2 separate regions of the Hordeum vulgare genome follow, and region 2 is linked to region 1. A link is a contact called in public Hi-C data. All regions are on one chromosome and are shown on one strand. The core of a region is the stretch at or near the end of the contact, and the rest is flanking DNA. Distances in the headings are between cores, read along the strand shown.

The links. Hi-C and Micro-C count contacts between places; a contact is called where the count stands out from the background.
Region 2: a contact with region 1 is called in a Hi-C map of leaf, with 2.4 times the contacts expected there. The contact joins the promoter of LOC123401379 here to the promoter of LOC123402393 in region 1. A contact is called at or near these places in 3 of 6 Hi-C or Micro-C datasets (leaf and seedling) and 1 of 1 datasets of contacts at active chromatin or transcription factors (embryo).

Annotation. Positions count from the first base shown.
Region 1 is chr6H:533,248,202-533,253,000 of MorexV3_pseudomolecules_assembly, forward strand. It overlaps LOC123402393 (glutamate receptor 2.8-like), which reads left to right and starts at 2,211. Exons shown (of 3, transcript XM_045096307.1): 1 at 2,211-2,558. The coding sequence starts at 2,285.
Region 2 is chr6H:533,390,817-533,395,615 of MorexV3_pseudomolecules_assembly, forward strand. It overlaps LOC123401379 (diacylglycerol kinase 3-like), which reads left to right and starts at 1,860. Exons shown (of 12, transcript XM_045095167.1): 1 at 1,860-2,418; 2 at 3,661-3,783; 3 at 4,013-4,150; 4 at 4,230-4,315; 5 at 4,652-4,748. The coding sequence starts at 2,029.

The sequences.
Region 1 (4,799 bases), core at 961-3,460:
AAATCACCTCCGCCACCACCATACACAAGGCCACCATCATCACCACTTGCACCATCCTCTCGGCCAACATCACCACCACCACCATCCTCTTGGCCACCACCATCACCACCATTTCGAATAGAAATCTTCGTTTGGGCCAAGATCTCTCCATGAGTGGGCTCCCAATATGTTCTTGTGGTATAATGCCAATTCGACCGTGTTCATCTCCGCGCTACAATAACATCAAAACAATCCATCATCCATCGACCGCAAACAATCACCGCAAAATGCATTGGCAGAAATGACATTTTTTTTACTTTGTGGCCATTTCATCAAGCACTTTGCGACTATAGCCCTCTTTGTCGGTTGTGGCGGCCAGACGAGCCAGAACTGTGGTCATAGGGGTGGCCAGAGAGGGGGTACGGGGCCGCCGAACAGGGGCGAGGGGATGAGGGCGAGAGCTGTCGCGACTGTTGTCGGCTTCCTAGAACGTTTGGCAGCGTCGGGAGTGGAGGGAGGGCGGCCGACCGATGCCAGATGGGCAGTGGCCACCCCAGTGACCTTGCTACCGGCTGTGGCAGCCGGTGTGGTAGATCGGACGGGATATCGCCTAGGTGTGGCTTAGAGGAGTAAAACTGAAATTTACTCCCCTATGAGTTTTGGAGGATCGGCTAGAATGCTCTTAACAAGTGACGTGAAGCAAGCTAGTAATAACTAGATTTTTCATATATAAGAATCAATATCTCCTAGACAACTAGAGGGTAGTAAGGCTGGTCGTAATGGTAGTATCATAGCTAGTATCATGCATGCCAACTAAGCAATTTTGATGATGTGTCATAGAATTAAATGAAGAAAGAGAGGGTTGAGTATCATATTATGATACCGTATCATATTAAATGTTGTGCTACTATGTGTTATGCATGATAATAAATGATTTATCATATGATACTATGCATTACGGGTGTAGTACCATATACATGATACTAATATATGATACTTTTCATTACAACCAGCCTAAGTAGTTTCGTAGTATTAATTGTATGATGTTAATTATCCAGCAAGATGGGCCAATTAACAGGACTAGCTGTTGTGCCACCCAAATCCCCAAAAAAGCAAAACCATATTAAAAAAACACCACTCTGTAGCGAAATCAATATCTCCTAGACACCTAGAGGGTTGGTATCTCTAGCAGAGAATTCTCCTAAGATGCTCTTCAACTGGACCTGTACATTTCAACTTGACACACATTCAACGGGTCATGCACGTCCTCTGTAAGCATTCATATTGTGGTACATACATACTATCTCTATCCTATAATATAGAAGCGTTTCTGACACTATATATTTTCAGACACAAGAACATGATTCTTACTACTTCTTTTTTATACTAGTTCAGCGCCAATTAACATTGATCAGAGGGAATATCTTAGTTGAGCTAGAAAAGAAAATCATGCACATGAGAAGCATAGTCAACCTAGCAGCAAATATATAACTCATAGGCCAGATAAGAGGGATTAAAATAAGACGAGAGGTGAAAGTATTACTCTAATCTCGAGCACAAATGCATCCACATGAATAGTAAATCTTAAAAGGTCATAGTCATAAAAACTTTAAAAAAATTGTGGATAAACATCAACAAATTTCTTAACATGCTGCAGAATTTCACCGAATTTGTAGAGGTGTGTGCTAACAAGATAAAAATGAATGCTCCAAAATGCTTTTTTTTACCCTTGAATTTTGTTTATTTTTTACAGGCCTCCACGGATGTCATTTCACAATGAAATTTTGCAGGATGTTGGAAAATTTGTAGACGTTAATCCAAGAAAAATCGTGTTTCTATGGTTTTATTTACTATTTTTAGAACTTACTGTTTATATGGATGTATTTGAGCTTGGACCAGATTATCCATGTCGCTTCACATTTTTTCTTGAACACGGTATAGACGCAAATGCTTGTATAAATATACATACACTCACGTCTCTGAACGCGTATACGCATATTTTACCTCTATAAACATCTGTGAAAGACTGGTCTGGCATGTCAGCTTGGCTTAACTTTCTATCCTTGTTGATCCCCTCTTGTATACGCTCGGCGTACGTACGCTACCCTTGGACCATTCCTGCTCTGCCACGTAGCTTTCGATCGTACGTGGTACGTAGCCCACCCTCAGCGCGCGCGCATACAAGTCAAGGTCAAGAGTGCAGTCGAGTAGTTGTCAAGAGCTTCCGCCTATAAACCGTATCCCTCCCCTCGTCGCAAAGCTTCCGATCCTCCCAAGTCGCCATCGCCACTCGCAACGCAAGATCATGGTGCGCGCGCTCTCCTCCTTCTACCACGCTCTGCTGCTCGTCGTGGCCGCGCTGGTCGGGCCGCACCCGGCGACGGCGCAGAGCGTGCCCGTCCGCGTCGGGGTGATCCTGGACTGGTCGTCGCCGGCGTCGTCGGCGGTGTCGCTGAGGCGACGGACGGGGATCCAGATGGCGGTACAAGACTTCTACGCGGCGCACCCGGGGTCGGCCACCAGGGTGGAGCTCCACTTCAGGGACTCCGCCGGGGACGTCGTCGGCGCCGCTTCCGCCGGTAAGCAGCTACATCCCCGATGCTACCCTCAGCACATCGGTTTCACTCATAGCTTTGTCTCCCACATGGCCTAGAAGTGTCGTGTTGCCCAGTCTCCGAAAACCGCCATTTTTGTCGCCTCGCCAAGACTAGACCGACGTACAGGGCCACTTAACAACCATGCACGCTTGCACCATGTCTGTCCGTCCGTGTTAATTAGCATGTTACTAGTAGATCAGTATATATCCTAGCCAGACCATCCCGCATGGCATGAACTGCTATTATTAACCGCGCGCGAGTTGATCGTGAGGATTCCAGGACGTGAATATTCGTTGGTTCTGTCAGGGTCGGGTCGCGATGCGCCAGATGACCAGCAGACGCTCAAAAATATAACGCACGTACCAAACTCTAGCAGAGGCCCAAAAATACCGCGACCTGCTCCTCCCCGCCCCGCCATGGCCGCGGCCCGCCCCGCCGCCACGGCCTGCTCCTCCCCGCCGCCGCGACCCGCCGTCGACCAGCTCCGCGCCGGGCGAGGACGGCGAGGTCCTGGGCGGCTGGACAGCGCCGACGGGTTCGAGGCCTTTGTGGCCGCCGGATTGGTGCGCCGGGCGAGGACAGCGAGGTCCTGGACGGCGGCGCGGGACAGGACAGGCAGCGCAAGGAGTTACAGCGCGCACGAGCTCACGCACGAAATATACTGCGTCCGGTTCAGTTTTTCCCAGCGCGTTGAACATTTTTTACGACGTGCTTTATTATACAGCGTTTGTTGGAATGTAATTTCTAACTCCGCGCGCGCTAAACTTGTAATTTTTTGGGCACGACGTTAGTATTGGGCATCTGTTGGATCTGTAAGAGTTGAGACACCTAGAGCTTCTTCGTCGACCTACATGCCATCGCCATGCACGTCGCCTTCCCGCATGCCCATCCGGCTTAGCTTCCTTGTCCTGGCGTGAGTCCGTCCGACTGACAAGTCCTTGCGGTCTGCTTCTTCACCGCGTGCACGTGCTACCGCGCGAGCTGGTAGTTAGCTACTGTACTAGGAGTACTAGTAGCCAGTACTAGTAGTACTCACCGCGAGTCCATCAGATTGGGACCGATTGGTTTGGTTTAACCCCGCCCACGAGAGTAGCACCAAATTGTTAGCTTGGGCACGACACGACAGCCGACAACGGCCCAAAATCTTACTATACCACTATCCATTCTTCCAACTCCTTGATTACTTGGGGGATCCAAGTTTCAACTGGTGTGACACGCATCATGTGGACGCATGTGCATCATCGGTCGAGTCACCACTTAGTCCCCCAAGTTTTTAATGCTTCTCATGGAAAAATCTTTCTACGCGATAAGTAGTTGTCATCAACTCTTCGTCATCCTCCGTCATGACTCATGAGTGCATACCTTTACTTAGCCACATGCATGCAGTCCAAACTAGCTAGCAGCATTTATTGCGAAAAAAGATTTTCCACCGCTTTATGTTATAAAGCAACAACCAACCGATACAATTAATTTCCTGGGTCGGAGCATAAATATGCCCAAAAGGAAAAAAAAATCGGCGCCGGCAGCTCAACTAAGCAAAGATGATCGACAACCATTGCACCCTCCTAATAGTACCACCGCACGCATTGCATTCCGAAGCCTCGCGTACCAAGCAACACCTTCAGGAAAAAATGCGACGACGACGTCGTTGCTGCCCGAACAAGTCCTAGGATTTCCCCCGATACATGGATGACAGTGGGAAAGGGGTATCACCGACGCCACTTAGGAAGGTCCGGCTGCGCCCACGGGTGTAGCCGTGTCGGTGGCTAGCGAACCGCCAAGGATTTCTCCCGCCCTGAAACCACCACGGCCACCCGAGACAATCAAAAATACACCGACCAAGATACCGCCCACCAGCCTATGCCACCACGGTCACCGCACCAACTTCACTGAGGCCACCAACACGAGACCTGGAGCGAGGACGAGGAGATACCGGGCTCAGGGGCAACCACAACGCAGCCGACAGGAGGGAACAACCTCCACCGCCTCGCGGAGCCGACCAGACGTAGCGACGGGGACTTGCCAGGCCACCACAGACCTGGCCGAACCCCAATGGGTCCGGACAGTCCTAGCCACCACACTGCAGCACGCCGGCCGCCGGAGCCATCACCACTGCAGCCACAACCGCCTCGCCGCACCACAAGGGAGCTGCGCCCCGGGCCCCGAACCTCCGGCCCACCCCAGCACAGATGGCCCCGAAAGGGCCTAGATTTGGGCCGAGGG
Region 2 (4,799 bases), core at 610-3,109, 140 kb after region 1:
ATCCCAGGAGACCCACTGGAGACACAGCTCCACACGCTTCCACCAGTGATAAAAACATCAACGGAACCGGGATAGGGCGGCGAGAACATTATTCCTACACTAGCTAGGCTAACGTCGTCGCCTCGCCGTTCCAAACCAAACACGAAGACTCCGTAAAGAAAATTTGCAATTCTTTTTCACCCATACCGTTGCACGATAAGTGTGGATATGATGCCGAGTACGTCACCGTTTAGGACCATCCACCAATGCCTTCTTCCTCGGTAACCTAGCCAGGTCGGGCCACCGTTGAGGATTGTTGCGCTAGGTCCCTTCCGTTGTTGTCGACTTTACCACCGTTGCCATCGAGGGCCGATTAAAAAGACCGACACTCAAGCCCTCACCTTCTTCGCCTTTCACAGTAGCCCTCCAACACCTTCACTACAGGCCGCCTCTGACCAGCATCTCCCCGCCACGGCTGACAAGTCGCCGGTCTCTTTGCCCGACAACGCGCCCTCGCGACGGTGAGAATGGGAGACAGCGGGGTGGCGGCTAGGGCTTTTTTGGGCGATAAAGCATCACTGATGGTCACATATTTCCAACATAGGTACCTAGGTCAAATCTGAAATAAACATCAAAGGGAAAATCTAATTAACAGCGTCGCATCTCGTCATCACCGTGCTGTGGCTGCGCAAGCATGCATTGTGTTCTCTTCCCATGCATGCATGCAATGACTCATCTCTAAATGATTGGAATTCAAAATCTTTTATCTCTTAAACCAATAATTCGATCGATGATCCGTTTTGCCGTTGACTTTGTTTTCACGAAATCTTCAAAACTAAATCCCATGTCGACATGTTTCGGCAACTTTTTTTTACTCGTACTCACCACATTTGTTGCACTTACTTGTCATATTAGTAAGTACTCCCTCCGTAAACTAATATAAGAGCGTTTAGATCACTAGTGATCTAAACGCTCTTATATTAGTTTACAAAGGGAGTACTTACTTGTGTGATAAAAAATAATTTAATCATCATATTTTTTGGAAAATGCATATAAATATGACATCTCGACATAATCAAACTAGCAAACACAGACAACTTTTTATAGGCGATTACGCGCGAAAATATGATAACTCAACATATTTAAAACCGATGACCACAAAAAATCTTTTTGATCATCGTTTGTAAATATGACAACTCGGCATAGTTAAAACTAAAAAGCACACAAAATAGTTTTCTGACAAATTTATATGTAAATACGACAAGTTAGCATATTTAAATTGGCAAACATAACCTATATCATGCATAATAGAAACTGCTACAAGGCTTTATACGAAACAACATTAAAAAATAACAATCAAGTTATTTTTCCCAGACAAGTAAGTGGTTAACAATGTGGTAAGCGAAAAAAATAATTGTCAGAACATGTCGACATGAGATCTAGTTTTGAAGAACTCGTCGCGAAAAAGTCAATGGTGAAAACGGATCATCGATTGAATTAACGGTTTATTAAATAAAACTTTTTAAAATTTAAACATAAAAAGAAATCGGGCCCATCCAACCGTTTAAGGAGCCGCCGAATGGAAGAGCACATATGCGGCGTCGCTCGCCAGTCAATCCCAACATCAAAACCCTTAGAAAGAGTTTTTTTTTTCCGGAGGGCACAACCACGCACAGGAAAATTCAACGAAAACGCCAGCAATGCGCGTCCCTTTCACCGCGTCAAGAAAAGTAAATTCCTCCCCCGTAACGAAAAGACGTAAATGCTCCCCCCGTCCGAAGACGCGGTCGAAGCGAGCGCCTAGCGCCAGTCGTCCCAGTCCACCTAATCAGCCCTCCCCCCACCCATTAACAAAAGCTTTATTCCCGGCTGCATATATGCAGCACCCGTCAGCAAATCAATAATAAAAGTCGGCGCCGCGCTCCTCCTCTTTTCTTTCCCCAATCCATCGCCGAGCCAATTCGGAAAGCCGCTGCCTGTCCTGCTTAGCTGTGATACATACATACATACTGCTGCCTTTTCCCTTTTCCCCGGCGGGAGCGCGTGGCGATGGAGCGAGCGGAGGCGGAGGTGGAGATGGCCGGCGGCGGCGAGGCCGTCCACACGCCCCACTCGGCGCCGCCGACGGCGCCGTCGGCGCGGGTGTCGATCTGGGAGTCGGTGCGCGCGTGCGGGGTGTGGGGGCGGGAGGTCGACAAGGCCGAGCTGCGGCGCCGGGTCGTCATGCCGCTCTACGCGCGGAGGGCCGTCGCCGCCGCCGTCGCCGAGAAGGACGAGGCCGCCGGCGTGGCGGCCGCGGCCGCCGCCAGGGAGGAGCAGGCGGAGGAGGACGGGCTGGCGGTGGTGACGCCGATGGTCGTCTTCGTCAACTCCAAGAGCGGCGGCCGCCACGGGCCCGAGCTCAAGGTGCGCCTGCACGAGCTCATCAGCAAGGAGCAGGTGACGACCTCGTCCTCGCCATTCACGTGCTCCCCCCCCTATTCTGGCGTTTCTTCCCCCCCCCCCCCCCCCACCCCCCCCCCCCCCCCCCCCCCCCTACCTCGCTTTGCGTTCGTGACGGTCGTTACTGTACTACTACTCGTTACTCCGCAGCAGATTTTTCTCTTCCATCCGTGTGGTATCCGGCAGGGAACTGATTTAGAGATAATACTAGTAGGATGAATTAGTGCGAGATCACACGCCCCCTTTCAGCTGGGATTAGTGGATTCTGCTCAGGCCGGTGGTACTATCGTGGTACAATGGTGCTACCGTGAAACCAAGGACAGGAAATGCTCCGCGCCCTGTGATCTGAGGAGGATGGCATGACGCGACCAGAATCTCTACTTGCCCAGTATGCGTTGAGAAGATCGTCATGCCCCATATGAGGCATTGTACTGACCTTTTTCTTTCCCGTGTTTCTCGGTTCTACCCGATTCTGCGAAGGTCGAATCATCTTGATAGCTACGCACTTAATTGGTACCAGGAGAGGTTGGGGGAGTAGGGGGGGTGTCTAGATGAAGACTCATATCTGACCATTATGGTTGGATGATAAATGCATAATAAATGTCGTACATCGCAGGCTGCTGTCAAGGCTACATCGGACCGTGTCTTGCTTCCCCATAGTGTTCTAGAAGGGGTGATGAGGTGAAGGAAAAGATCTAGGACGGTAGGTGTTAGGTGGGGAAGGAGGGACGATGCTTGTGTAGGTGACAGTAGTGACAGTAATGTAATGAGACTGTCTATAATTTGTAGCTTCATATTTTCTTGAAGAGAAGACATGTGCAGAGCCTTGATATATTGTTTCATGTTGATGATTATTAATCAACATGGAAGTACTGGCTTCTACCCGAGTTAGCGGTGGATCAACATGTGAAACTGGAGGTTGGCTTGGCCACTGATGTCATTATGTGGTGCAAAAGGGTCAGAACTGATAGAAGCTAGGGTGATAAAGAACTATGGATATGGGGCAATTCTGTGAAATTTGATGGTCTTTAAGGGCTTGGAAAACTCATGCAACATGTTATTGTGGTTGTCAATACAGGCTAACTGTTTGGGGCTCGTTTGTAACGCCTGTTCTGGATTATTTTGTGCACTCGCGAGCCACATCATGTCTTTTGAAAATTCTAGTTTCTCATTCTTTTGTTTGTTCTGGAAAACCCTGGACTATATATAGTACTTACTGATGGAACCATTTTTGTTCAGGTCTTCGATCTTTCTGTTGTGAAGCCTTCTGATTTTGTTCGCTATGGCCTGGGTTGTTTGGAGAGGTTGGCTGATCAAGGTGATAACTGTGCAAAGGACATCCGTGCAAATTTGAGGATTATGGTACGTGCTTGATGGGCTTCAGTAAGGATATTGTATCTGTCAGAAGCTTTTAAGGGTTCGCTGCATGTTAGATTTGTTATTTACTGTTACAGATTATTTGATAAGCGAGCTTATATCTGAGCTCATGAGAGGTTTCTGCTCCACCATTTAGGTGTCCATATGCTTTCCTTGTATGTCACAGTTTTCCAACTACTTTGCATAACATCCTTGCACTAGTTCTTTCTGACAGGTTGCTGGAGGTGATGGCACTGTTGGTTGGGTACTTGGATGTCTCCAAGAACTTAATAAGTCAAAAAGGGAACCAGTTCCTCCCACAGGAATCATTCCACTTGGGACAGGAAACGACCTCGCTAGATCATTTGGATGGGTAAGGACCGATATGCGATGACACCGTTCTATTTAAGTTCTTTGTTTTTAATTGAAAATGCTAATCAACTCAAGCACAGGGTGGCTCTTTTCCCTTTGGTTGGCGTTCAGCTGTAAAGCGATATCTCAACAAGGCCGTTTCTGCTTCGGCCGTCCATCTCGACAGGTGAGATTGTGAGATCATTGCTCGTGAGTTATTTCTCTCTTTGTTCACCTATGCGTATTCAGCTCGATTTTGTTGATCGCTGGTACTTAAATTTGAAGAATATATTTTGCACTGCCGAGTAAAACTTATCATATACCTTTCTGGAATATATTTCCCGATGGTGGAAGAAAACCATCAATCTACATATGCCCAGCAGCTATCTGCCATATTTATTATCTCCAAATGCGTAAGATGTGTACATCGTGAATAAGCTCAACTCTAGATGTTTCTTCTAATAATTGGACATACACTTTTCATCTGTTTTTGCTCTGAAAATCGCTACCAATGTTTTTGCAGTTGGCAGGCTGTGATTAAGATGCCAGAGGGAGAAATAACAGAGTTGCCACATGCACTTAAGAAAGCGGAACCTGCCGATCAGCTGGAGTTCAGCAAGGTCTTGACTATGAATTTACCTGGAAATTACACCCTGAAATAGAAAACAGAC